6 separate regions of the Mus musculus genome follow, and regions 1, 2, 3, 5 and 6 are each linked to region 4. Evidence: chromatin contacts called from public HiCAR-type and promoter capture Hi-C data. All regions are on one chromosome and are shown on one strand. Each heading gives the region's core, a stretch centred on a gene start, on an enhancer-like site or on the middle of the called end of the contact. The rest is flanking DNA. Distances are from core to core; before and after follow the strand shown.

Evidence for each region. Promoter capture Hi-C pulls out the DNA fragments that hold promoters and counts their contacts. HiCAR-type assays count read pairs that join an accessible place to other places.
Region 1: a contact with region 4 is called in a HiCAR-type map of astrocytes, with 4 times the contacts expected there. The contact joins the promoter of Dclre1b here to the promoter of Atp1a1 in region 4. A contact is called at or near these places in 2 of 39 promoter capture datasets (liver and pre-B cells) and 1 of 115 datasets of contacts at active chromatin or transcription factors (astrocytes).
Region 2: a contact with region 4 is called in a promoter capture Hi-C map of pre-B cells, with 5 times the contacts expected there. The contact joins the promoter of Rsbn1 here to the promoter of Atp1a1 in region 4. A contact is called at or near these places in 2 of 39 promoter capture datasets (liver and pre-B cells).
Region 3: a contact with region 4 is called in a promoter capture Hi-C map of liver, with 6 times the contacts expected there. The contact joins the promoter of Hipk1 here to the promoter of Atp1a1 in region 4. A contact is called at or near these places in 2 of 39 promoter capture datasets (liver and pre-B cells).
Region 5: a promoter capture Hi-C map of liver shows a contact between it and region 4, with 2.4 times the contacts expected there. The contact joins the promoter of Magi3 here to the promoter of Atp1a1 in region 4. A contact is called at or near these places in 2 of 39 promoter capture datasets (liver and pre-B cells) and 1 of 115 datasets of contacts at active chromatin or transcription factors (astrocytes).
Region 6: a promoter capture Hi-C map of pre-B cells shows a contact between it and region 4. The contact joins the promoter of Wars2 here to the promoter of Atp1a1 in region 4. A contact is called at or near these places in 3 of 39 promoter capture datasets (the C10 cell line, liver and pre-B cells).

Annotation. Positions count from the first base shown.
Region 1 is chr3:103,807,513-103,810,855 of GRCm38.p6, reverse strand. Dclre1b (DNA cross-link repair 1B) reads left to right here and starts at 1,469. Exons shown (of 4, transcript NM_133865.2): 1 at 1,469-1,956; 2 at 2,619-2,784; 3 at 3,280-3,343. The coding sequence starts at 1,768. It overlaps Ap4b1 (adaptor-related protein complex AP-4, beta 1), which reads right to left and starts at 1,339. Exons shown (of 10, transcript NM_026193.2): 1 at 799-1,339. The coding sequence starts at 911. It overlaps Gm15471 (predicted gene 15471), which reads right to left. Exons shown (of 5, transcript NR_040412.1): 5 at 2,416-2,642.
Region 2 is chr3:103,912,252-103,915,774 of GRCm38.p6, reverse strand. Rsbn1 (rosbin, round spermatid basic protein 1) reads right to left here and starts at 1,655. Exons shown (of 8, transcript NM_001356556.1): 1 at 622-1,655. The coding sequence starts at 1,324. Ptpn22 (protein tyrosine phosphatase, non-receptor type 22 (lymphoid)) reads right to left here. Exons shown (of 21, transcript NM_008979.2): 21 at 3,523.
Region 3 is chr3:103,789,879-103,793,635 of GRCm38.p6, reverse strand. Hipk1 (homeodomain interacting protein kinase 1) reads left to right here and starts at 2,361. Exons shown (of 16, transcript NM_010432.2): 1 at 2,361-2,641.
Region 4 is chr3:101,602,693-101,606,459 of GRCm38.p6, reverse strand. It overlaps Atp1a1 (ATPase, Na+/K+ transporting, alpha 1 polypeptide), which reads left to right and starts at 1,753. Exons shown (of 23, transcript NM_144900.2): 1 at 1,753-2,057. The coding sequence starts at 2,046.
Region 5 is chr3:104,218,731-104,222,083 of GRCm38.p6, reverse strand. Magi3 (membrane associated guanylate kinase, WW and PDZ domain containing 3) reads left to right here and starts at 1,678. Exons shown (of 21, transcript NM_001159354.1): 1 at 1,678-2,439. The coding sequence starts at 2,118.
Region 6 is chr3:99,139,009-99,142,460 of GRCm38.p6, reverse strand. It overlaps Wars2 (tryptophanyl tRNA synthetase 2 (mitochondrial)), which reads right to left and starts at 1,371. Exons shown (of 6, transcript NM_027462.4): 1 at 1,273-1,371. The coding sequence starts at 1,362.

The sequences.
Region 1 (3,343 bases), core at 220-2,719, 2.2 Mb before region 4:
ATGTTGTGGAACCAAACTACTACAATCAACTGAGACTGTTTATTTACAATACAGTTCCTGGATTCTATCCCATCCTAATGAAATCAGAATTGATCCCTAGATCACGATTTTTTAAAAAAGGACCCCATGGGACTTTTGTGTCCTACCTACAGTTTTGAGCTACAACTATAGATTAGTTACACGTTCAAACATATATAATAGAAAAAATCCTAACCAAAGTGAGGAGACAAGGCTACTTATTAATAAACTACCACAACAGGCTTTGGTAATTACAGCCTGAGCCAACAACAGTACAACTTTAAGAACAAGAATTGATATTTTGAATTTTTCATACCACCTGACAGTAGACAATGTTTTCAAGGTTGACTAGCAAGCTTGGTAGGGTGCCTGGTGACATTCATAACACAAATACAAGCAGAATAGTAGGTTTAAAGAGGAGAAGAATGATAGTATTATTTTGGTCATATCTTTGATGAACTATCCAAGTCGAAATGTAAAGCAAGCAGAAAGATATACAGGTCTGAATCTAGAAAAAAGGGAGAACTGTTCTACGTTAAGTCATTGAACCAGGAGTCAGCCGCAATTGCTAAAGCCTGTGGTATGAAGGAGACCTCTCAACTGGGCATGGTGTTCCACACGGAAGACTGAGATGACAACCCAGAAATGCAGCCTCAAGGCCAAAAGATAAAACTGCCCTTCTTTAACTTTTTCAGAGTGATCGCAGAGCTCTGAAGAGGATTAAAAGTGGGGCCGGGGGGGGGGGGGGGGAGTTAGAATTCTATGGTAGGTTGGTGATACCTAATAACTCGCTGGATGACATTCCGGTAGCGCAGCCTATCAGCCTGAATATGAGGGTTACACAGAGCCTTCTTCAGTTCCTTCACCACGTCCTCAGAGCCAAGGTATGGCATCGTCGCCAACACTCACGGGACAGTTTCCACAGACCCGTAGGGAACTCGTGGGCTCCTCCTAATTTCGATGTGGGAGCCTGAATAAAGGAGATGTAGTCAGTGAAAACACTAACGGCGAGATGTCACTTTGCTGTGCCTGCCCCCCAGGGCGGAACACATTCTTGGGTCCTCGGGCGAGCCCCGACCCTTCAGGAGCCGCCCGGAGACCCACAGGCCGTTGGCTCTGCCCAGCAGATCTCAACTCTCTCTAGGCCCAGTTACGAATTCTACACTAGCAAAAGGCCAAAGACCTAGCACAGCCTCCTCCCTGGGAATCTAGTCCCAGTGGCCGAGGACACCCCAGACAGCTTCCTGCGGAAATCCCGCCCCGTCGCCCTGAGACACAAGGAGCAGCTTTCCGGGTCGCGCCGAGCGCCGAGCGCAGGTCCGGGGGGGGGGGGGGGGGGGCACCGACCTCCGGACGCCCTTCCCCCACCCATTCTCCCCCTCGGCGCAGGCGCGCAGCTCACTGTGTGAGCGCCGCGGCCGGCGATCGGAAATCAACTACTAGGGTCTGTCTCCCCGCCGCCGCGCGAGCTTTGACAATGTGGGGACTGGGCCCGAGCTCCAGCGCGCGGTTGTGAGTGATGCTCTCCCGACTTCTTCCGCGTTGGGCGCTTTCATCCTGATCGTCCCGAGCGCGGCCACCTTCTTTTTTCTCACTCTGTCTACTAATTCCGTTTCTGGGATGGTTTTCCTTTAGGGCTTCTGGACTTGTTCCAGAGTCCACTTGTCATTGGGACGCTGTCGTGGAAACCTCACTCAGGAGTGCGGTTCCCGCGAAGACCCCACTGGGTGACACCTCAACTCTGCCACCATGAACGGGGTCGTAATCCCCCAAACGCCCATTGCTGTGGACTTTTGGAGCCTGCGCCGTGCCGGTTCGGCGCGGCTCTTCTTCTTAACCCACATGCACTGTGACCACACGGTGGGTTTGTCTAGCACTTGGGCCCGGCCCCTCTACTGCTCTCCCATCACTGCTTGCCTCTTGCATCGTCGCCTGCAGGTATTGGGGCTGGGATTTGATCGCTGAGACCTAGTCCAGGAATCTGGGTGGGGACTTCTGATCTGTCACAGTTTGGGGGATTACCGAGTGGGAGACATAAGGACTGAATTTTTACAAATGTGGGAATTGATCCCGGAATGAGACTGGCTTCTAGTTAACTACCTGGAGGTTTTTAGTCAAGGAAATGATTCCTATCTTTTCAAAAACCAGTGCTTTCCTAATTTGCATTTAAGAATCTACCAGACTGTTCAGTGATAGAACACTTGTTTAGTGTGTGCAAGAACCCTAAGTTAGATCCCCAACACTCATTGCCCGCCCCCAATAATTCATCTAATGTGCTAGATAAAAACACATATTGTCTAACATCTCCTCATCTTGTCTGTGTCAGTAGAAGTGGCTGGTGTGAGACTGGAACTTTTTTTGACAGTTGTTTCCCACCCATGGCTGGGATTATCATGATAGGAGAAAGTGTGAGAATCTTTATTTAGACTGTTTTCAGATTCTGAGTTTAAATCTGTACAAAGGGTGGGAGACAGAAGAGGAAGGAGAGATTTCTTGGGAATCCTTATAACAGCTTACATGAGAGTGGTTCAGAACTCGGTCAGCTTTCCTTGATGAAAGAGAAGTCTATGGTTACTCGGGTGACCAACTGTTTTCCTCAGGTGTCTAAGCACTGGATCCGGGCCCTGGAGGTTGGCGAGAGTCATGTATTACCTCTAGATGAAATTGGGCAAGAAACCATGACTGTAACGCTCATAGATGCCAATCACTGCCCTGGTTCTGTCATGTTTCTCTTTGAAGGATACTTTGGAACAATTCTATACACAGGTGAGCCTCCCAAGGCATTCCTCACACTTTATAGCTACCTTTACCCAGAAAGATAGCTTTATCCCATACAGGCACAGGGACCCTTTCCAACTGATTTCCTACTTGACCATCCATCCTTTACTTTGTTAAATAAAATCACAAGAGCAAGAAAACAAGAAAGGCATGTTGGTGCTCGCCTTTGATCCCAGCACTTGGAAGGCAGAGGCTGGCTGATCTCTATGAGTTCAAGGCCAGCCTGGTCTACTTAGTGAGTTCTAGGACACCCAGCCTATGTAGACAAACCCTGTCTCATAAGAAAAACATCAATCAAACAGAAAATCTCCAAGAGTGGGAAAGAGACATTTTCACAAAGAAACTAGACTGTACAGTTCAGTGCCAGGACAGTTTTTGCATAAACTCGTAACCAATCTCCATCTGCTACTGAAGGTAGAAGAGGCTTGTCTTCTAGCCTTTGTTTTTTGCCCACTTCTTATACCCCACATATTATTCTTCCAGGTGATTTTCGATATACACCATCCATGCTGAAGGAACCTGCTCTGATACTGGGGAAACAGATTCA
Region 2 (3,523 bases), core at 406-2,905, 2.3 Mb before region 4:
GATACGGTTGGTATACTTCCTAGACTCAGAGGGTGATAAAACCTTCCTCGAACCAATCCTAAACCATACTAACAATTAAAAGGGCTAATATTTTTTTTTAAAAAACTATTTTTACTACGTCTAGCTGAAAAATAAACACCGTAAATGATTTTTTTAACCTCGCCGAAGCTAAGGCAACCAGTAGTTGTGTAACCTCTTTAAGAATTCAAACTCAGAGCCCAGAGTCAAACCTGTAAATATGCTGGTGCCAGGAATGAGAAAAACTAAAGATTTCCAAGCAAGAGAACAAGAAGGGACTTTCAGTGACAAGCCTTTACTTCAGAAAGGGAGGTTTTAGTACCCCACCTACTAATCCGATGCCAAGCACTGCGCGGCGCGGAAACCCTGCCGAATTTGAAAATAAATGTTGCAAAGGCTCCGGGGGAACTGCAAACAGGGATGGAAACTGACAGCTCGGCCTCAGAGAGAAGCCTCAAGTAGGTCAAACTGTGGCAACCGCCTGCAATCCCGAGTCCACTCCAGTGGGCTCAGGGGAGTAGAGCGGCGTCTTTCAGTCCTAAAGGGGCGGGATATGGGCACTGAGACCTACAGCCCGAGCCCCAGCGGTTCGCCTGCTCTCACCTCTCTTGGGGGCCTTGATCAGAGGCACCCCTCCGCTCCTTTCGCCGTTTTCCTGCTTGTCCTTGTGCTTGAGATCGCCCGGAACGCAGGCGCCGGGGTCACCATCGGAGCCGCGGTGGTGATGGTGCTTGTGCCGCTCCTTGTGGCCCTTATGCTTGGGCCCGGCCGCGCTCACCGTCAGAGGCGAGAAGGTGAAGAGGGCCGAGGTGCCCGGGGCCGGGAGCGGGGCAGCGACAGTGGGCCCGGCGGGTGCCAGCGACGGTGGCGGCGGAGGCGGCAGGAGCAGAGGTTCAACAGGGCCCGGGACGGTTGGGGCGGCATTCGTTGGAGGCAGCGGCCCGGGATGTTGGCGGCTACGACGCCGCCGATGAGGGGGAGCGAGAGGGGGGTCCTGGCTCGGCCGCCCCCGCTTCTCCTGAGAACCCCCGCTGCTCGCCCGGCGCTGCCGCTTCACTCCCCGCGGCGAAACCCCAACATGGGGTTTCTCCTTCCCTTCTTTGTCCGGCTCCTCCTGCGCCGCCACCGCCCGTACTACGCGAACCGCTCCGACCTGCGCAGCCATTTCACCCACAAACACACATTTAAATGGCCCGACCGCCCCCCCGTCCGCGGTTCGCGCAAGCGCTGCCCGCGCATGGCCCGCTGGGCATTGGAGTCTCTCCCCCACCCTCCACTGATCGGTCGTTCTCGTAGACCTGAACATGCCGGAAACGGCAGTTCCGACACCTCTCCGCAGACCTCGCCAACCGAGCTTCTATTGTAAAGCACCCTGGACGCGCAAGGCCTTGCGGGAGTTGTAGTTCCACCGCCCTTCGCGTTCTTCCCCCTCCCCCTCCGCCCCCACTTTGCTCTCTGAGTGGAGGAGCGGAGGGGAGCGTGCGCCTAGGCACGCTTCGGGGTGCCACGCAACTGCCGCCCTCCGGCGAGTTGCCGCCAACCGCCCTAACCGCCCAAACAATGTTAATAGCTTTCAGAGTCTCGCCGTGTGTTCAGGCGCTCCACTTCCAGTGTTCCTCCTTCATCTTGCCCGGAGGTGGTCTCCATAGTGACTTTTCAATTTCGTATTTCTCCCCATAGCCTTTGTGAGGTAAAAGAATCTCCAGTTTACCCTTGACAAACCAGGAGGAAAAGAATTTCGGAATATGTAAAACGACGGTTTCGCTGTAGAACATTGTAAAGCTGCTATTCAGAAAAGAAAAAAAAAATTTTTTTGAAGCATTTCCTATAGCACTGCTGTGGCGACCGCTGCAGGCTCAAGGCAGGTGCAAATGTTGCCTTAGGCGTTCCCTGAGCGCAGCTCCGCCTTGCCAGAGTCACTTTTCCCTCCAATTCTTGGAAAGGTAGAATCCAGCATTTTTGTTGAACATACAGCTATAGTTAACAACAAAAAAAAATGTCTCGATAGAAATTTTTAATTTTTTTTCAACCCATACATATAAATTTGCAAATGTGAAAAGCGCTGTCAACCTGACACTGTTCGCCAGGAGATGGTGTTTACTCAGAAATCCGTTTTGAGTTTCATTACTTTAGCTTTTTACCTAGAATTGCATTTAAGTCCTTGAGAAAGCTATTTGGAAATAACCGACTACAATGATGTACTAGGCATATAAAAGACACTGTGGTTTAACACCACTAGTTCCCAGAGAAGTAACTTAGGCTGAGTGAACTTCTGTAATAAAAGTTATCGTTTAAAATAGAGAAGTTCTTGAACACCTACTGGGTATACATTGTACTACAATAAACAAGTAACAATACAGGTCAATTTGCCCTAGCATTTGGGTTTCCCAACAAAAAGTATTAAAGCGCAAATAATACTGTTGCTAGGCTGTATTTTCATAAGTAAAAATATTAAACTGATAGGGAAAGTAAAGCCAACCCTTTACAATAATAAAGAGCCATTAAATTATTTACTGTATAAAACTAGATTTGAAATATAATTTACTTAGAAGAATCCATAGTCATATAGAAATACATTTTCAAATCACCAGTACCTTTAAATGGTTGTGAACATAAATTCGTTTTATGTGGACACGTTTATCTATAGGGCCTTTTCTATGAAGAACACACTATCAAAAAAGAAAGTTAAAGTGCTAACAAAAAGTAACCGCTGTTGATTTTTTTTTCTTGAATTGGTAAGTGAATAACTGGGTAAACATACATACAGTTGGACACCTCATAGCAATACAGAAGTGATCACTGCCGTTATTTGTACATCATCTTTCCTTCTTTTACGCAACAATTGGGGAAATTGAGGAGATACACTCCGTTTAGACATTTAGTCATTTTCACAAGCAGTACTGCAAGCACAAAGGAAGGAGTGCTTTGTTTTCTAACTAAAACCTTTAGTCAGTCGTGATGGAGCACGCTTGCAATAGCAGCGGTCTGCAGCTTGGAGAAGGATCAATAGTTTGAGGCCAGCCTAGGGCTGCATAGCAAAATCTATTTTTTAAAGTTATTTTTAATATTAAGGCAGTGTATAAATTTAGTTGAAGGGTCGGAGAGACAACTCAGATGGTGAATTAAGTGCGTTTAACTACTTTTGCAGAGGACCCTGGTTTAGAACCCACGTAGCAAGTCACAACCTGTTATTCCAATTCAAGGGATTTGGTTCTCTCTTCTGGCCTCGATGGGCACTACACACAGGTGCTGTACATACATGCAGGCAAAAACACTTGTATACATAAAAATATTTTAAAGAGAACGTTATGATCAAATTCTTACAATTCTATTGAAATTAATGTTTATGCTGGACTTGTGTGCTTGTTACCACAGCCCTCCAAAGGCTATGGAGGAGGAGACATCATCTCAAAATAAAAATTTATATTTAAAGAAAATTCATATATAGAAAGAAAGTAAAATATAATAACTTTCAAACGTGAAAAGTAAATACACTTTGAAGCAT
Region 3 (3,757 bases), core at 1,112-3,611, 2.2 Mb before region 4:
GTACTTGTTCTGCCCCTTTCTCCACTCACTGACCTTCCCACTACCATGTCCTGCTCCTCTGATCAAGCCTCTGCTTTTCAAAACTCTTGAGTCTACCTGCCTTACCAATCCTGCATCCAGTTAGTTCCTTTAGTGTATAGGCTGTGCTGTTTCCTCCTTAATTTCCAGCAATGTCCCGCACATAGGAGATACTCTATAGATTTGTTGAATGGAAAACAGACTATGCAGCACTAAACTTTGAAGCTTTGTTGACTGAAACATGCTTAGATATTTTCTTCTCTGATGGTCTTCTCTGACTCCATTATTCAAGTCATGTATATTTGTGTGGCATTTTTCCTCACTGGATTGAAAACTCTGGGGGGGGGGGAGAAGACTACATCCTACTCATCTTTCATCTGAACTGGTATCTAGGGAGTGTCTGGCATAAAGCAGTTTGTTGGACGAATGAGTGAATGACATTAGAGAGGAAAAAAATACTACACTTTTAAACATTCCCTGAAGACTGAGACAGATTGAAAAAAAAAAAAAACAAGTCAAGAACAACGAAAACAGAGACTAATTATATGAAGAGCTGGTACAAATAAACAGGTAGGTGACAGGGCTGAGTGAGAATGCAGGAGTCAATCAGGAAAGGCTCTGACATGTAACATCTGAGATGTTTTCAAACACAAAAGAGACATAACTTGAGAGTAAATGAAAAGCCAGTCATAGAGTTCTGGTGAGGTAGGGCAAAATGAGCAATTCATAACTAAAGCTTGTTTGTTAAGCAGATCTGTTTAACACCAGGCCTTTTTCTTGGCTATCTAAGCAGGCATGTTCATTCATTCTGTGTCTTGGTATTTCCAGGGCCAGCCCAACATGAGGACTTTATGTTCTCTAAACACTCAAGAAAGGAAGTTTCTGTGAAAATATGCAAGGGAATCTGTCCTGTGGGATTGAACATTTTGCTAACCCTGGCTCTCCAGGGAAATGAACTTCCTCCCCATTCCCAATGTTAAGAGGAGAAACTCAAACGACTTTCCTTAAAAGGTATGATAGGATAGCCTAGAAAACATTTTGTTAGGTGAAGATCCAAAGAAATCATGGATGTATGAGTGAGGACTGAAAAATATAACTGATAGAAAGGCCTCTCCTAGACCTGCTCTCTGCTCACAGGACACAGGTAAAAATCTATGGTGGTGGATAGTCAGTTAGGGGTTCAGACTGTTCTTGTAAGAAAGAACACATTTTCCATCTCCTCCTCTTTCTTTTTTTTTTTTTTTTTTTTTTTTGGTTTTCAGAGACAGGGTTTCTCTGTGTAGCCCTGGCTGTCCTGGAACTCACTCTGTAGACCAGGCTGGCCTCGAACTCAGAAATCCCGCCTGTCTCTGCCTCCCAAGTGCTGGGATTAAAGGCGTGCGCCACCACTGCCCGGCACTCCTCTTTCTTTTAGGTAGGGCCTCTCTATGTAGATCAAGTTGACAAACTCACAAGAGATCCATCTGCCTCTCCTTCCAGAATCTTGGGTTTAAAGGCATGAATCCTGGGTTTAAAGGCACGTACCATCCTACCTTACTCTTATAAATACTCGACTCCAAGAAATGTTTCTCATTTTAAGAACCAACATTTTACAGCGCGGAAGGCATATCAAGTCCCACAGAATCTCTTGAGGCTGAGTTGGCAACTGTCTACTAAGATAACCTAGTTTTCAGGGTCATTTTTCTTAAACATTATGCCAGGTCCACTTTCCGGAATCCACCGCCTTTCTACCCTTCGTGGAGGTAAGACAATTTTTGTTTACTGCATGCATGGAGGAGCTGAGTTCGGATATTTTATTTCCTAACAGATTCTACGGTGGGAGCGCTTCAGCACAGGGAGGCATCTAAATCCCTTATGCTGCCCTGAAATCGACATGGCAGCAAACAATTTAAGTAAAAACTGAGAATTCTAAACCCTCAGAGTCATCCCCAGGTAGTCAATGTCTCCCTGCGCTGCCCAATCGCTGGGATGTGATTGGGATGTTGGGGGAAAATCACACTGGTTTGGGGTGATGTCACACTAGCTGAGATGACATCTAACTGTAAGAAACCCGACCGCCACCAAACGCCGGTTAAACGACCTCGGAGACTGCTGTGCGGAGAGGACTGGGAAACCGGTCCCCACACACTGTCCACGCTGGCTCCCCACGGAGGCCCACCCACACCCGCGGCCCGGGGCAAGATGCAGTGATCTCAGCCCTCCCGCTCCTCCGCACTTCCGCCTCAGTAGGTGTCATGGCGCTAGGTGGCTGAATGGTTCCGGCGAGGCGGGGCCGGCGGGATGGAGGCGGTCGCTCGGGGCTCCACTTGTCGGGTCTGGTGACAACGGCGGCTGCGGAGCGAAGGGCCGGGCCGTGGCCCCGGACCGCAGGGGAGGCCGAGGCGGGAGCGCTCGGCGCTGAGGCGGCGGCGGCGGGAAGGGGCCGGGTGGCAGGGCAGGCGGGAGGCTGGCGAGGCTCCGGCCGCAGGACGGGCGCGGGGACGGCTCCGGGGGGCGGGGGCCGGGGCCGGGGCCGGCTCGTGCGGGGGGTATGATGACCCGGCTGCGGGGCCCCGGATCGCCTCTCCTCCGCCGCCTCCTCGCGGCGGCCCCGACTCGAGGCTGAGAACTACACACACCGGCGGTGAGTCAGGCTCGGCGAGGGGCTGGGGTCGTGGACTTTGGGAGTCGGCGCCCCGAGGTGGGACGGAGCGAGCCGCAGACTCCCTTGGGTAGCCGGCTTGCTTGGGGTGCCTCTCTCGCCAGGCCCCGCGCGGCCCTAGGCGCCTGGTCGCGAGCGGCCAGGCGCGACTGCGTGCCGGAGAAAATGGGCAGCTCCCCCTGCCTCCTGCCTTTCCCTCCAGATCGTGTTGTCCTCAGGTGACAGGGGTCCGTCTGGCATCTCCCCACCGTACAGATCTCCACCCCAACCGCGGACTGCGGTGGCAGGTTCTTGTGCTTGTGCGTGTGCATGTCACCCCACTCCCTGTAGCTGTAGTTTGGGCGTATTGGTGCCTTTGGGGACCGGGAAACCGCATCTAGAGTAAATCGTGGTGGTCGGGCTGGTATGGAAGCTTTTCTGTTCTCTTGGTTCATGTTCTGTAGTCTTTGAGTATGTAATTTGTGATGGTGGTAACGCTGTGTGGGGACCAGCCCACCTATATGTTTATCTCTGCAAGGCAAAGCTAGAGGTCTAAACTTTTGCAGTCCGTCGTCGCCTTTAAAGCCAAGAACAACAAAATCCAAAACATTAAAAGATGGAAACAACCAAAAGCCTTTGGGTAGGACCCACACTATAAACAGCTCTGTAGGGCAGCGTCCCCCTTTTGTGCTTGGCAACCGAGACCTAAAAACTTGGTCTCTAGGAGCGTTGGTCTAACCTCCAGTTTGTTGTGGTGACGAACCGTGAGCAATGGCCTGTGTGTTTATGCTGGGCGCGTTTTCTTTCCTGTTTGGGAATGGGTACTGGAACGGGAAGCCGGAGAGGGGGTGGGGGCAAGCTCCAGTAAGTGAATCTTTTCTCTACATAACCAGTGACTCAGTTGTGGATACTCATAAGATGCGCATTCTTGTCTCTTTGGTGACACTTTGAGAATTCTCAGTAGTGTAGTGCAGCCACAAACAAGAGTTTCAAATGTAGACTCCGTTGCCCCAGTCCGCTCTTTATCTTGTTTCCTAGTAACTGATGAAAACAGCAGCATGGCTTCCTGCTGTAGACGGAGTGGGGTTAAATTAAGTGGCGGATGGCCTCAGCAAAACC
Region 4 (3,767 bases), core at 504-3,003:
CAGGTTAAAAACTATTGTATGAAGTCAAGAGCAAAATACAGGGTTTAATTAGACGTCCATACTTATTTTGCCCTTTCTCCATCCTTGAACACAACTAGAAACCCAGGGTCTCCTGAGAGGCTGTCAGCACCCCAAGCTGCAAGGAAGCAGCTGTGGAGATAAAGCAGCGTCTTGACCTATCAGACTTATCTTGATGAGTGAGTGGATGAGTAAGGAGGACCACAGCCCAAGCATGTGCTTTCTGTATTTTAGTTGTTGTGTTTTCCCATTTAGATCAGAGCCTATAGGCAATTCATCTTAAAGTAAGGTCTTCAGCAAGCAAAGCCTGCTGCACAGTGGCAGTGATCTGCCATGCACAGGAATGCACTTTCTTAAGTCTAGCTAACACTCTGTGACCTCCAGTTGAACTAACAGGGCTGGTACTGGTACTCTGGATTTGAAGGGTCTTTCCCCAGAATCGTGATTTTAAATTTTGCTTATAGTTTCCTCTTCTCTCTAAGCCCCAAACTGATTTAATCAAGTTCTGTAGATCACTGGAAGAGATAAAGGCTGCCTTCTGCTATAAGCAACAGTTGTATAAGCAACCGTTGTTTCTAAGAAGTACTGAGAATTGCTCTATGGAGGAACTGATAACACAGTGCCTAGATGTTTGGGTGTTTCTCCTTCCCTTACCCTCTGCCCACCCCCACCTATTTTTTGCAAGCTCTACATCCTACAAAGCATTGACACTTGAAGTTGATAGGTCTATATCTAAGAAGTTAGTGTTTTCCTTACTTCTAGGTATTTTCAGAGATGGAAATCGAGTTTCTCTTCTGAATCCTAAGCTTTCCCAGACTGCTTGCTTTCCTGAGATTGGTAAGAACAACAACAAATACTTTGTTGTTTCTGATGTTAAGTTTCAGCCATCACAGCGCCTGCTTAGCCACTGAAACTAGAAGCCCCGCCCTGCAACTCTGCCAGGCCAAGAGTGGGATGCGACTGGCTGGAAGTGAGTCTGATGAGACCCTCAAGGTAACCACGGATGCTGTGGATGCTGTTCTTCAAAATGCTTGAGCCACCTCTTTTACTAAAGATGGGTGTTCTTTTGGGTTTTAGGTTTCTCTGCCATAAAAAGGAGAAACTCTCCAACAAACAGTTTAATCCCCCCTCCTCTTTTGCAAGATTTCATTCATACAGTGCTGTGAATGAATTTCTTACTGACTTTTTTTTTTTATATAGTCATTTGGGGGTCATAAGGGAAGGGAAATGTAAGTGATGCGCGCACGCGCGCGTGTGTATATGTCCTGAAGCATTTCTCTAGTGGTGGAGTGAGAGGACCCCAGGACGAAGGAATCAAAGGGAAAGCACCATCCGCCGCCGCCGAAGGATGCCGGCCTGGATTCTGCAGAGAGGAATCCCTCGGAGTCGTGCAGCTGCTGTCCAACCCCGGCCCCTCGAGACCCCAGAAAAGCTACGCTGAGCAAGTAGACTAGCCCCGACTGCGCCGCACCCACTGTGGACCTTCCGCACCCTACTCCGCAGGCTGCTCACTCAAGTCCCCAGTGTTCTGCAGGCGGGAGCGCTCCGTAGCCCTTGAGAGACCCAGACACCCGCGTCCTGGGCACCGGCGCCCTCCTGCCGGGAGCCCAGGGCAGGCAGTCGCTAGCGCGGTCTGGGCCCGGCTGGGAGGGGTTAGAGGCGGAGGCGGAGCTAGCTGGAGCCGGTGTCAGGTTGCTCCGGTAACGGTGACGTGCACGCGTGGGCGGAGCCATCACGCAGGTTGCATATTTTAGGAAGTGAGGAGGAGGCACGGGCTCGAGCTGCGGCTGGGTCTGGGGCGCGGAGCCTCGGCGGGAGGAGGCGGACACGTGGCAGCGGCGGCAGCAGCGGCGGCAGCAGCGGCGGCCTCGGTCCGGGGCGCCGGCCGTCCTCCCTCTTTCCTCCCGCGGCAGCCCTAGTTCCCGCCTCTCGGCTCCCCCGGCTCCGCTCTCCCGGCCGGGAGCTGCTCTCTTCTCTTTCTAGTCTCCAGCAACAGGACCCGGCGCGGGGCCCGCAGCGCCGCCACCATGGGGAAGGGGGTGAGTGTCTGGCGAGCCCGGGCCCCGGGCGGGGGCGCGGGAGGAAGCGGCTTAGAGACCGGGCTCTCGGCAATGGAGGGGCGGGTGCTGAGCGCGGGCAGCGGCCCGGGAGGAGGAGCACCCGGGGCGGCATCTCTGAGCCGGGCGCCTGCCCTGCCTGAGCCCTCTGGTCGCCTTCACCGCGCGCCTTGCGCTTCCTTTCTCCCTCCTCCCACCGTGCCCAGGGGAAGGAGCGCTCCTCCCCTTCCCCCGGGGAGCTCCGACAGGGCCCCCTCGCGGTGGCGGTCCTCGCCGCGGCCCGGCGCCGGCGAGGGCAGCCTCCGGGTCGAGACTCCCTTCTCCTGGAGGCGCTGGGGCTCGGCCAGCTCCCCGCAGAGGCGACCGCCCTCCCCCAAAGGAAAAAAACTGGCTTCCCCTTAGGCCGAACCAGCCCAGCGAAGCTGGTGCCAGAAAGGGTGTGACTTCACAGCCCAAAGATAGCCTTTAAGGTATACTTTTGAGAGCTTTAAAATGGGCCACTGTCCATAACAGGATGTGCCTTTGGTAACTGGTGTTATCGTCTTAACGACGGGGAGGGGTGTGTTGTTTTATGTCGGAGCACAATTCTTAAATGGGGCCAGGCTGACCCTTCAGGGCCGCAGGGTACTGTCAATCTAACAAAGGACTGGAGACTGGGCAGTTGATGGTGTTAGAAAAGCCATGCGGGTTTCCTGCACTGCTGTCTCACCCGAGAGCGGTTCCCGAAGAGAATGAGGGAATCGGGCACGAACAACACTGAGTTCCCACCTCGGTTACTGCTGTCCACCTCGGAAGAGTTAGTTCTTGACCTCAAAGTAGCAGATTAAAAACTTAAAAAAATAACCCTGAAAATATCAGTTCCTAGCTTGAAAAAGCACCAGTCATGAGAATACAGGTGGGAGAGTCCATTCCACCCTTTTCAGGGCTGACCAAGCAGACAAGCTGTAGACACTGCAGGTCCTAAGGCACCCGGGTATATACTGGATGGAGCCAGAGGGAAGCACATTCTTTGGAGACTTGAAAGAGATGATTATAAGACGTGGGCCAGGAAGAGAGAATAGAGACCCCGATAGTGCCCAGTGTGGGCTGGTCGGCGTATGCAGCATCCTAGCAAAGAACTGATTCCCTCCTGGCCTCCACTTTCCACGATGGAAACCGGATCTATGTGTCACACCATCCTACATGCCATCCAAGCCGTTCCTATAAACCATTTATTCCTTAAAGCCCCATCTTTTATCTCCTATCCCTTCGAAAAGTATCTTTGTCATTTGGAGACCTTGAGCGGCTTTTAGGAAGTTCAAAGCCTAGGAAGGTGAAGTGACTTGTTCAAGGTCAAACGGTTGTTTAGTGGCAACAGGTGCTGAACAACCTGTTGCTCTCAGCTTACACATAACATCTGCCTCTGAAGCATCATTTTGTGTGCAGAACTCTGAAGTTATCCTCCAGAAGAAATTGGGGTGTTTATAATAATAAATAATCCAGGAGGACGTTTAAGTCAGAGTTATGCCTTTAGGCCTAGGACAGAGGCACTCAAGTGCTACAATAACAGTTCAACTGAGAATTTAGTTAAGTTCAACCGAAGTGTTTAATGTACCCTAACAGGTGTCTAGTGAACTTAGTATTTGGAGTACTCTATTCTATACATTGGATATTAGGTTGCCTGTGTGCATTCATGTATGAGTGCATGTCTTT
Region 5 (3,353 bases), core at 429-2,928, 2.6 Mb before region 4:
TCGAGTATTCATTCAGGAATTTATTAGTATTAACTAGTTGTCCATAAAACAAGTTAAATTTTTTTTTAAATTTCAGATGTTGGTCTATTTGAATGATCCACATGATGCCTGTGAAAAGTATTTACTCCATTGGGTTCCAGACGCTGGGCTTTCTCTACCCCCATCATAAGTGTGAAGGCCATCTGGCTTCCAATCCACTTGGCCAGAGGGAGCCTCAGCAGGATGGAGGGTGGTATTAAAGAAATGTAGTTTCTCTCTTGGGTGACTGCTCAGCAGACAATCAAGGACTGAAGGTTACAGTCTGGCAATCTCTCCATCAGGGTGTAGATAAAGGTCCTGTCTCTGCCTGGCAGGTCCCAAGCCTGCAGCTCCAGGGCTCCACTTCCCTTATTGTTTCTTGAGTCCAGCCCACATTTAGTGTTTTTATTTCCCCAGTTCAATGGTGTGAAGGAAATCACTGTAGCTGTCTGAAGCTTGATCTAGTTTGTAGAGCTCCTCGGAGTTTAAAATAAGGGCTATCATTAAAGGGAGTCAGAAGACATGCCCTGTCACAAAAGTGAGACAAGTGCCCCAGTTCAGAGAAAACACTTTCCAAGAAATACTGGACGACTATTTGGATGAGGTGAAACATTTACGAACAGAGGGCATTCCAAAGACGAGAAAGCACGCGTTCAATGAAGGAAGAAAAAAAGCTTAAGTGTTTCTGAAAAATTAGAGCTGGGAGAGATCTGAGGTCTCCCTTGTTCTGAGTCACTTCTTCCACCTTCTTACAAACAAGCAGACGCGAAGCAGAGATCTGGTCAAGGTCAAGCCACCAGTGTCAGGACTTAGCTCCGCAGGCACCAGGTTGTTTTTTAATCCATCTCCTTCCCGCTTTCCTCAAATGATCTTCTAGTCAGTCTCTCTCGCTAAGCTGCAGTCTCCTCGAGAGCAGGATCACTGTTTTCTTCATTCTTGGAGTTCAGTAGCTAGTGTAATTAATGATCTTCACTCTCAGCTTGTTTCCGACAGGCTGTCTAACTTGCCCGAGATCACACAGCATTCGAGCACTGGACTGTATTTTACCCTCAATTAACAGGATTTCGCCAATGGATCATTTAAGAACATTCATTGAACGAATTAACAAATTCAAACCCGTAGAATCCGTTTCAGCCTTAACAGGCCCATTTAGTGGCTCCACCGTTCGGAGTAGCTGGGCACTGGACTCCCAGGATCCAGGCAAAGCACTCCCAGGATCGCCTTCGGGCTCCAGCTCCGAGGCCCCGCCCCCTGCCCAGCTGGGCACGCCCCACCTTGGGGACCAGGGTCCTTTCAGTGTTTGAGTTTCCCTTGGCTCCAGCCCCTGGCTGGAGGGCCTCTCCCCTCTAGGCGACCTGTGCCCGCTCCCAGACCAACCCTCTCTTTTCCCTCCCCCTTCTCCCTCCCTCACACTCTAAACTTCTTTTTTCCTCCCTCTCTAAACTTCAGTCATTCTAGTGCCCGCCTCCTCTACTTAGACCACCCAATCAGAAATCAGCATGCCCGCCGAGGGCCGCCCCCAGCTGCCAGAACCCAATCCACGGTGCGGAGCCGAGAACTGGGCGGGTCCTCCGGAGCAGAGCTGGTGACGGCAACGCGCCGGGCGCTGCGCTGCGGGAGGGGGCGGGGCCGGGCCGGCGAGGGCGGGGGAGGGGCCGAGCGGGGAGGAGGTTGCGGCGGGTTTGAAAGCGCCAGTTTCCTGGCAGCTGGGGCAGGCGTTGGTCTCGGCGCTCCGGCTCCGCAGCAGCCGCGCTCCAGCGAGCGACTAAGCTCGGTGCGCGCGTACCGATACGAGCCTCGGTTCCAGCCGCTCCCTCAGCTCCCGCCCCTTTGCCTCAGCCTTTCCCGCCGCGCGGGCGCCGAGTCCCGGCCGTCGGCGCTGACCCCGCCCGGAGACCCCGCCGGCGCCGCCCGCGGGGCGCGCGCTCCCTCCGGCTCTCCTCAGCGGCCCGCGAGAGGGGCGGCTCGCGGCGGCGCGCGGCCGGCGGGCTGAGGCGGGGGGTCGACGGCGGCGCCCCTCTGGCCGGGCTGTGCGCGGGGCCCGGAGCGGCACCGCGGCCGCCCGCGCGGGGGCTCCCCATGGTGCAGCGGAGGTCGGGATGTCGAAGACGTTGAAGAAGAAGAAGCACTGGCTCAGCAAGGTGCAGGAGTGTGCGGTATCCTGGGCCGGGCCCCCGGGCGACTTGGGCGCCGAGATCCGCGGCGGCGCCGAGCGCGGCGAGTTCCCTTACCTGGGGCGGCTCCGCGACGAGGCTGGCGGCGGCGGAGGCACCTGCTGCGTGGTCTCGGGCAAGGCGCCCAGTCCGGGCGATGTGCTGTTGGAGGTGAACGGGACGCCGGTCAGTGGGCTCACCAACCGGGACACTCTGGCTGTCATCCGCCACTTCCGCGAGCCCATCCGTCTGAAGACGGTGAAGCCAGGTGTGTGGTCGCCTTGGGGACCCGGGTCCTGGTCCGACTCCCCGGGGAGGAGGGGGGAGGGGGCGGCGCCGGGGTTTCCCATTTTGCGGCTAGTAAAACTGAGCTCGGGTGAACCGACAGCTGTGTAGGCTGTCAGGGAATTGGCACTAGGAGCTGGCTTTCCTAATCCAGCTCGGTCTCCCACCGCATCAAGAGTTTTTATTTTTATTTTTATTTGCCTAGAGAAGAGCCATCTCTTTTCTTCTCCCCTTTGTGGAAACAGTCCTATGATGATAATCTTTTCTTTGGAACGTATTTGCGTCTTCTAACGGGGAGAAAGGGCTTTACTATGGAGACTCGGCGCCGGATCGAGGGCCGAGGTTACCACTGAAAGCTCCTGGGAGGGCTCAGCTGGCCCAGTGCGTCGTGCACGACCGCAGACGTCTGGGAGCTGACAGTCCCACTCTGTGGGTCTAGGTGGCTCAGGTGTCTGAGTCCCAGTGAGGTACAGTGTGTGGTATGAGGCAGTGGAGCTGTTGTGTCGTCTGGATTTGGAAGGAGGACCCAGGTGCCCAGCCGAGCAAATGCCTTTGTAAAGCTTTCAAATCTACAGTATTTGTTGAAGCGCAGGGTAAAAAAAAGAACCCCTTGGTGCCCTGGTGTCTTTGATGCTCGTAAAATGTGCTGCAAAGCATGTTACGCTTATGGCATACTCCCTAGCTGGAAAGCATTGATCAGACTGCGCAGTCTGGTCTGGTAGTATGTAGTAAGTTTTCTTACGAATTTGTAAGAGAAAACACTGTTGGACCTTTCGGTATTGGTAAAATATGGTTCTGGCTTCTGAGGTGGTTGTAGACATGGGCATCGTGATTAATCATTGTTACTAGAAATCAAATTGTTTCTGCTGAACGTAGATACGGTACATCTGAACATAT
Region 6 (3,452 bases), core at 122-2,621, 2.5 Mb after region 4:
CCCAAACCTCAAGAAAAACAACATTTGATGATTAAAGCCGGAATCAATTCTTAACTAACACTGTTTCTTAAAATGTAAAGTAACATTTGAATAGTTGTTTGCTGAATTTCTAGTATTGTGTCTTTTATTCGTAAAGAATCTTGTGAAGTTTACATTAAAGAAAAAAAAAGTAAGTTCAGAGAATGAGTAACTTGTGGGATGATTCAAAATATAATATTACATGCTAGTTTCATCTACTCTTGCTGGCTATGTTTTACCTTCATAGTCATGAACCCATAAGCTTTCCAGTCTTGGAAGTACATCAACATGCCAATCACTCCAATTCTCCCTCTATTCCATCTGCCCAGAGGATTACAACTGGTTCTGTAACACAGCTAGCAAATGTTAGAAAAAGCCAGGAACTTTTAGGACCAGGCCAGAAAGCTTTCCAATAATACATCAGTTACAACATGACACCCTCATGTCATATCTGTGCATTAATGGCTATGAATATGCAATGTGTAAAAATTACTTCATCACAGAAGTTCAAGTTTCCTTCCCGCTCTCAGACAAGACTTCCGAGATCATCTATGTCAAACTGATATATTCTGGGATGTTTTGTGCTTGTCAGAACAAAGCAAATTCCCCAACACCTTTTGGCTCTGAGGATAAAATGCAAATGTGGCGGGGCTCGACATAATATATCATGCTCATCAGCTCAGTCGTGGTAATCGCAGTGCTGCCAGGCAAGCAACACTATGAAGTACCTCGGCAGCTTGTTGCTGTTGGTTACAGGGCCTGGTAGATGCAGGCGCCTAAGGATCACCGAGCACCGATTCTTGCTCGCGTTCCACACGCTAGCTACTGCACTAACCTAAACAACCCAATTCTAAGAAAACTTTTCTGATTTCTCCGCTGCACCCCGGGAAGTTGTAAGGGGGAGGAGGCTAAAAACGTAACAGAACGGTGCGCAAGAGAACGATCGATCGCAGAGCAACTAAGTTTCTGATAACGTCACACTCTTTCAGGAGATGGCTTCCTGCGTTGCCAGGCAACACTGGCCACGCGGCCCGGCGGCGTGTGCTTTCCAGCAGCAGCACCTCCTGCGGTCACATGTGTGCAACGTCGCTGTGGTCTGAGTTGGGGACAGTCATAGGCTAGTGGACCTCGGAGAGAAAGTGTGGAGGGCTCTTTACAGGAAGCAGGAAGGGAGAAATAAGTGGCGGAAGGGAAGGGGAGCGGGAAGGCGCTCGCAGGATCGGAGACCTAAAGCAGAAGACCGGCTCGGGTTACCTGGGGAGCCAGAGTTGCTGCGGGTCCTTTGTGAAGTGCCCGGATGAAGCGCCAGCACTCACGGGCCTTCCGCACAGAGAACAGCGCCATCTTGAGAAGGGCGGGGCCGCCGGCCCGGAATGACGTCTGCGGGCGAGCCGAGTTGTGCTTACTACGCATGCGCCTGTCCTCTGGGCTGCCGCTGGCCAAAGTAGCTCAGTACCGATGTTTCCTAAGTTTGCAGCGCAGGTGCGCCTTGGAATAGGTGGCCCTAGGCTTTAGTGTTTTCCCGACCATCTTCTCCTTTGTGCCAGCTTCCTTGAGGGAGACTCAAGAAATGAGTTGTTGCTCTTTAGACGTGGAAGTAAAGGAAATCACCCACCCTAAACGAAGGCTAAAAACAGACCCACGGCTCCTGGAATCCTAGCACCTTCGGATTTCCTTGGAGACCAAAGGTGGAAAAAAATAGGTAATTTCTCACCCTGCAGTTCCGAAGAAAAGCAGTCAATGATTCTGGCAAAGCCATGTCTCACCACCTGCTCTCTAATACAAAACTACATGACTTGCTATCCTGTGTTCATTGATACTGAACCTTAGACCAATAAACGTCAGCTCTCACAGTTTTGAAGTTGAACTGGGTTTATTTCATTTTCCCTCCATTGACTTATTTCTTACAGGAAAAAGTCATGTAGTTTTTTGTTTGTTTGTTTGTTTTTTAATCAAGCTTCCAGATGCAGCTTTCCATTCGTGTCTCTTAAGAATGAAGCCTGCTTCTCTTAGAGGACCATAAATGACTTTTTGAGACCTACATGCTGGTCATCGGGTCTGCAACTTTACTCTAGTGCCCTGAGTGAAACACTGATGGATATGTGTGTACCTTGCCTTCCGGAAGTGTGGGGTCTCATGGGTTCAGAGAATGAATTATGCATACTGACGAGGTGATATAGAAGCAAGTACCAAGTTCAGAGTGGACAATGCTTAGAGCTGCAGTGCTCCGCGGAGGTTCAGTAACAATGACACCAGTGATGCTTGATGGAAGATGTTTTGTGTAAAGATGATGACTTCTCTCAGTGAACTGAAAACTCTCAGATTAAAAATCAGTAAAAAATATAAAGAGCAGATTTGACACAATCCCATTGCATTGGTTATATTAGTCTAAGAAACACATACTGGAAATTATCAAAGATTCATAGGCAGTAAGCTGTATTTGAGATGCCTGTACTCCCGAGGAGTTGAAATCTAAAGTAAGATAAAACTCCAGTCATACAATAAAATCTTAGAAGCATGCAATTGTTCCAGAGTAACTGGAAGTGAGCAGGGAAGGAATTACAGGTATGAGGTGGAGAAAGCTGAAGAAGCCATGGTTCCGCCCTCAGCAGAACATAACAATATGATTTTGTTGTTAAAATTTGAGGCACATGTATTTCCAGGTGCAATGCACTTTGACTACATACCCGAGTATAGAGCCAACGGGACACTTGAGCTACAAAACATGGTAATAGACTCCAAAAACTGAATAAACTAGATTGAATTTAGAATAAAAAGTGGCCGAGTAATGGAAATAAAGTGGCCAGGAATTAATAGAAAACCCAAGACACATGGTGTAGCAGAAGCCCAGGACAAAGCCAGTCAAGAGAAGATATAGACAATGGTTACTGTAACATGGGGTTTTATAAATGCCTTAGGTGTCTAGTCTTCAGATAGAAAGCAAAGTATTACTATTTGCATAGCTATATAATTAATTAGATTATAACCCCAGGAGTTAACATTAGACTTCTAATGTTCTTAGCTATCCAGATTGCAGAATAAAAAACCCTGGCATCAAGCCAGTGATGCCAGTGCATTTTCAGAGTCTTCTGCCCAGGTGCCTATCTAGTACTGGTAACATTTTAATGGGGGGGGGGGATATCTCCAGGACACGTTCTCAGTAAAGACACTTTATCAATACTCGCCTTCAATACCATAATGTTTGAATAAATCATTTGCTGTTGTGACTCATTATTAGGAAAACATCTCTTACATTATTATGAAAATATCCCTTACATACTTTTGCTGGCCCTCACAGATAAGTTAATAATACCCCTTGAAGTCAATAAAGATTGCTATGCTTCTGTGTACTGAGCCTGTTTAATCTGCCTTTAAGAGAGCAAGGGACAGAGGAAATGATATAATTCCAAAAAATAAAAAAGAGAACAATGTAA